Linked DNA regions of Nomascus leucogenys: region 1 is linked to region 2. The links are chromatin contacts, called in public Hi-C maps. All regions are on one chromosome and are shown on one strand. Each heading gives the region's core, a stretch centred on a gene start, on an enhancer-like site or on the middle of the called end of the contact. The rest is flanking DNA. Distances are from core to core; before and after follow the strand shown. Region 1 has its middle 12 kb from the start of ISX. Region 2 has its middle 70 kb from the start of ISX.

The links. A called contact is a pair of places that touch in the nucleus more often than the background predicts.
Region 1: a contact with region 2 is called in a Hi-C map of an unstated tissue, with 2.4 times the contacts expected there. The contact joins two enhancer-like sites. A contact is called at or near these places in 2 of 4 Hi-C or Micro-C datasets (a lymphoblastoid cell line and an unstated tissue).

The regions. Positions count from the first base shown.
Region 1 is chr7b:15,160,259-15,162,958 of Asia_NLE_v1, forward strand. No RefSeq gene overlaps it. Among named protein-coding and RNA genes, the nearest start is that of ISX, 12 kb to the left of the region's middle. Within about 2 kb of position 1,368, the one cell type or tissue checked has an H3K27ac peak away from gene starts, as active enhancers do. A contact at or near this core is called in a lymphoblastoid cell line, where this site is marked.
Region 2 is chr7b:15,078,695-15,081,394 of Asia_NLE_v1, forward strand. No RefSeq gene overlaps it. Among named protein-coding and RNA genes, the nearest start is that of ISX, 70 kb to the right of the region's middle. Within about 2 kb of position 1,292, the one cell type or tissue checked has an H3K27ac peak away from gene starts, as active enhancers do. A contact at or near this core is called in a lymphoblastoid cell line, where this site is marked.

The sequences.
Region 1 (2,700 bases), core at 118-2,617, 82 kb after region 2:
AGTAACCAGAGAGTCTGGACTTGACTCAAAGTGGACTCACATTCCTCTGGGTGGTTATGTTCAGCCTGCTTGGACCTTGAGTTGTGTATGATGGTTAAAAGCCTCCATTTATATCACATATTTCAAGTTAGTCATAATAATGTCTGAAGAACAGAATGTCAGGGTTGGTGTAGGATTTTCAGGGTCCCACTTAAACTGCTCTGGAGTAGAACTAATTTACCATAGATCATCTCCTTATGAACAGATGTGTCAAGCTGAGTAGACAAAGTTTCACCAATGCATTTATAAAGCACTAAGCATTAGCACATGGTGTGAATCTGGGGAAATTATCCGCTCAATCCTTCATTCAGCAAACATTCTTTTGGTGCCTACTAGTGTCAGACACTACAGTAAGTAGGAGAGATATATTGAACCAGACCGACATGGCTCCTGATGTGGTCGTAGATCAGAGAGGACACTAATGATAAACAAATAGAGAAGTGATAAAATAGTTACAAGCTATGGTAAGTAGTTTGAAGGAGTCAGTGTTGTGAATCGTATTACAGTTAGCCTTTCTTATTTATTACTAAATTTAGGATGGTGATTTTCACCCAGAGACAGAGTGATAATATGTCGCCCATCTTAACCCTTGGTATTGCCATGCTTAAGGCTATTAATTCTTGGTTGCATCTCAAAAGATGGGGCTGTTGAGAAAAGGGGAATGGAACTTGCAAATTGCTGAAAATTGCTTTTTTGAGAATCTCTTGAAATGCTGAGAGATATCTTGGGTACACTCCATCACCACTGTTGATGGGGTTGTTGGAAAATTAAAACTGGCTTTTAGTTCATTTTAATTTGAGTCAATGTGGATTTTGTCCTTCATTCTTGGTTTGATAAATAATGTCAGAAAAAAACCCAAAACAAATGAATAAAGAAATAAAACAATTCTTAAACTGTGGCCACTGTTAGCTGTGTGAAAAGGGGTTTGGAAGTGGCACAGTAATCAATATAAAACTTAAATCTTGCTATATAGTCATATTGCATCTTGTTGGGGATTCATTTTCAAAGATGTGACTCAAGGGTATGAACGTTAGAATTACAGTACTCCAGGAAGTCCCTTAGGTAAGTACCTTACTGAGATGTGATGTGTGCATTGGCTCTGGGGAAGTCCCAGGTGGCAAGTTTTTCTTTTCTAGAGTTGGAAGAAATGGCTGTTTCTTCAGATAAGTCCTAGATGAAACAGTTGTCTTATAGGGTTCATGTTTAATCTCTTGACTTAGGCTTGTAGTGGCGAGATGAGAGACCCAGAGAAAGGACTGATGGAGGGCTCAGTCCTGTCTTATGCTCAGTCAGGATGGTGGCTCCCAAGGCCCCAGCTAGGTGATTCTGCAGCTTAGAATCACCCAGTGAAAATGTTCACAAAGCTGGGCACAGTGGCTCATCCCTATAATCCCAGCACTTTGGGAGGCCAAAGTGGGAGGATCACTTGAGCCCAGGAGTTCAAGAACAGCCTAAGCAACATAGTGAGACCCCATTTCTACAAAAAATAGAGAAAAATTATTAGCCAGGTATGGTGGCATGCTTCTGTAATCCTAGTTACTTGGGAGGTTGAGGCAGGAGGATGGTTGAGTTCGGGAAGTTGAGGCTGCAGTGAGCCGTGATTGTGCTACTGTACTCCAGCCTGCGCGACAGAGTGAGACCATGTCTCAAGAAAAACCCCACAAACCCCCACAATTCTCTGTGACTGGGCCCCACTCACACTAATTATGTCAGAATCCTTTGGGGAGAGAGCTCACACACGACTTCAAGCTAATACATCTTTCAGGGAGAACATATTCTGGGGATGGTTACCTTTAGCAGGAATTTGGAGGGTGAGATTTCTGAGGTCCAGTTTCAAAGTGATACCCTAAATCCCTGCTTCTGAAACTTCAGTGTGCATTGAAATTTTCCAGAGTCTTATTGAAAGTGCAGACTCTGATTCTGTACAGTTGGTTTGTTAGACCTGGCATTTCTAACAAGCGGCCAGGTAATTTGCATGCGCCCATTGAGTGGCAAAGCCCTAGGTGATATGTAGAATTAAGTACTATGACATTTGAGAAGCGTTTCCTCAGAGCGCGACCCCAACCCTGGCTGCACATTAATATCACCTGGGTAACTTTAAAAAAATACCAGTGCCAGGCCTCTCCCCCTGGAGTCCTCCTGATTCAGTTGGTTTGGGGTGGTTCCCCAGCGGCAGTAATTTAAAGTTCTCTAGGTGATTCTAACGTGTAGCTAGGGTTAAGAATGTCTGCTCTAGAGGCTTGCTGTTTTTTTTGTTTGTTTGTTTTTAGCTTGAGATCAATGCTGCTCAGTAGAAATATAATGCATGTGAATTACTTACCTATGACTCTGTGATAAATTACTCAGGGCTTAATTATTTCACACGGTTTCTGAGGATCAGGAATCTAGGAGCAGCTTAGCTGGGTGGTTCCAACTCAAGATCCTGCATGAGGTTTTGGTCAGGATGTAGGCTGGGCTGTGATTACCAGAGACTGGACTGGGGCCAGTGAATCTGCTTCCAAGAAGTTTCCCTAACATGGCTGTGGATAGAGACTCAGACCTCGCCACGTAGGCCTCTCTATAGGGCTGCTTATAACATTGCATTTAACTTCTCCTGGAATAAGCAAAGAGAGAGAGAGAAAGAGTGAGTGAGCAAGACAGACAGCAGTTGCAGTCTTTTGT
Region 2 (2,700 bases), core at 42-2,541:
TAGAGATGGGGTTTCACCATGTTGGTCAGGCTGGTCTCGAACTCCTGACCTCAGGTAATTGACCCGCCTTGGCCTCCCAAAGTCCTGGGATTACAGGCGTGAGCCACTGTGCCCAGCAAAGTTCAGGTTCTTTAAATCGGCTGAGGTCATAGAGCTAGAAAGTCTCAAACCTTGGATTTAATGAGCTCCCTCTCCCTATTGGTTTCTGCATCTTCTCCTAAGGTCAGAGTTGCCACCAGCCTATGTGGCACATTTGCACACATTAGAAGAAGGTGCATTTCCTCAGGTGGATGAAACCCCATACCAGCGTGCACAGCTTGCTGAGCAGAGCCCAGGCTGTATTGCAACCCCCCTGGCCCCCTCAGCTGAGCACCGTGTGCAGTGTGGAACTTCAATAAACATACATGGCAGCCCTGTCCAGGTCTGTCTCCTAATCCTGTGCTCTTCAAGACACACTGGGCCTTCTTGCAGCCAGATAGAATCACCTCCTCTTTTGCCTCCTTCACAGACATTCCTTCCATCCAGTGGATAAGTGGTTGGATGAGAATCATAGAATCAGAGAAGGAGGAGATAGAATTTGAATTATCAAATCCAAGCCTCTCATTTTATAGATGAGGATATTGACAACCAGGAGGTGGAAGTTACAGCCAAGGACACATCTTGAGTCATGCAGAGAAACTGTCAGCTCACTGGCCTCCCGACCCTGTTTGCATCTCATCCTCAAAGGGTTTTGGTCTCAGTGCTTGCACGCTGGTCTCTGGAACCCTATCCAAATGGTAACAACATGTAGGCTGCGACCAGGCCCTGATGTTCGATCTGGAGTTCCTTTCCTTCTCAGAGTGGCTGAGAGTTTGGGCTTTCACCCTTCACCCTCAGTTTGCCAAAGTCTCTTCTTAAGACACACAGAAGGAAATTTGGTAAATTACTTTCTCTTTCTTGTTACTCTCAAAGAGCAGTGCCACTTCCCTGCGGTTAGGATTAAATGAAAGAAAGCATTTGATGAAAGGCACAGTCACTCCCCAGGGGCAGGCGAAAGGGCTATTCCTTCTTCTGTCCTCTCCCTGGCCTCCTGCTTTCAAATACAGATGGAGCCATTCTCCTCTAAGATCTTCACGCTCAGGAAATCAGGGTTGTTGGCAGGGGAGGTATTCAGAATATTTAACCACCAGCAGGACCTGGGCACTGTCCAAGCAGGGCTGATGCAGGCAGTAGCTAGAGCAGAGTCCTAGAGCCCCCCTGTGGCTCCTGAGGCTGAATGAAGGGGGGCGGGGGAAGGTAGTGGTGGTCTAGTTGGCCCTGGGGGAGGGGCAGGGTGGCAGAGGCTCAGACAGAACAGAAATGGTTCAGTGACGAATGGTCTGCCTGTCCCCGTGCCTCCAGACTTACAGTCAACCCTGGCTGTTGGTGAGAAGTGGGTTAACCTCTGATGCCCACCCGCCAGGTACCTTCCCCAAGTCTGGGACAAGCCCCATGGTGGAAGAAGGTACTCAGGCCGAGGGGCCTGCGGCCCTCCCCTATCAGGTCAGAATTCCAGCTGGAGGCTTTCCCTGGGACAGCACGAGGTGCCACGGCTCCTCCCTTTACCTTTTCACCCCCGTGCCCTGCTGGTGACCCAGGTTTATGGGGCAGCCTATCTTCTCCTACAGTTGCAGGGGAACCCTTATCTCGGTGCTGATTATACTCAATAAGGCAGAGACACCCGCCCTGCTCTCTTGGGAGAACAACATGGAGCTCTAATTGTTTTATGGCCTCTTCACACTCAGAAAAGAGAGGAGAAATGGCAGCCACCTCCATCTGATTTCTGAGGCTTCTATTCTGCAGTTACCTCCTTGTCAACCACTCCTGAATCCCAAAACCCTGGTGTCGGTGTAGCTTTGAGCCAAATCTCCTGACCCCCAGCCAGGAGAGTTCCAGGGTAGTTGTGAGAAAACATCCCCAAACTGGCTTTTCCATTTGGTGAAAGGAATCTAGTTCCCCTAGATCCAGACAAAGCCCTCATCTTGATGGTCCTCTTGCCAGGCCCTACAACAGGCACTGGGACTTCCCCAAGCCCAGCCAAAGCAAGGGGCTGCACAAAGCCCGCCAGGCTGAGTAGAAAAACTCAGGTTTCTCAGGAATATACTGGCATTCCCTCCATCAGCCAAACTCCAAAGACTGACATCTGTCATCTCCTGGTGCCTGCGGCAGTCCAAGGAGTGGGTGGAACTGGGGAGGGTGTAGGGAGGGCAGGGAGAAGTAAAGATTATCATCCACACTTCATGGTTGAGGAAACTGAGACTAGGAATGTTAAGGGACCTTCCAGAGACAGCGAAGAGAAGAGCTGGGATTTGAACTCCAGTCTCTCCTTTTCCCTCCCCTTTCCTTCAGGGTCCTCCTCTCCCCTCCTCTTTCCTCTCCTTTCCTCCCCACCCCCCAACCTGCGCACACGTGCACACACACGCATGCACACACACGCATGCACACACACGCACACTCGCTTACCTCTTTCCTGGGTCTTTCTCAAGTCACCTCTCTCTCCTTCCTCCTCCCTTGTCTCCATCTCATCCTGCTCTCACTCTGTGTTTTCTGGCTGCCCTGCTCCATCCCTCTCAGCCTCTCCCTTGCTCTCTTTCCTCACCCCTCTCCCTCTCATTTCGCTTTCAGTCTCTGCTTTTTGCATCTCCCGCTGCCTGCTCGGTGGATATTATGCTTCCCTTTCTC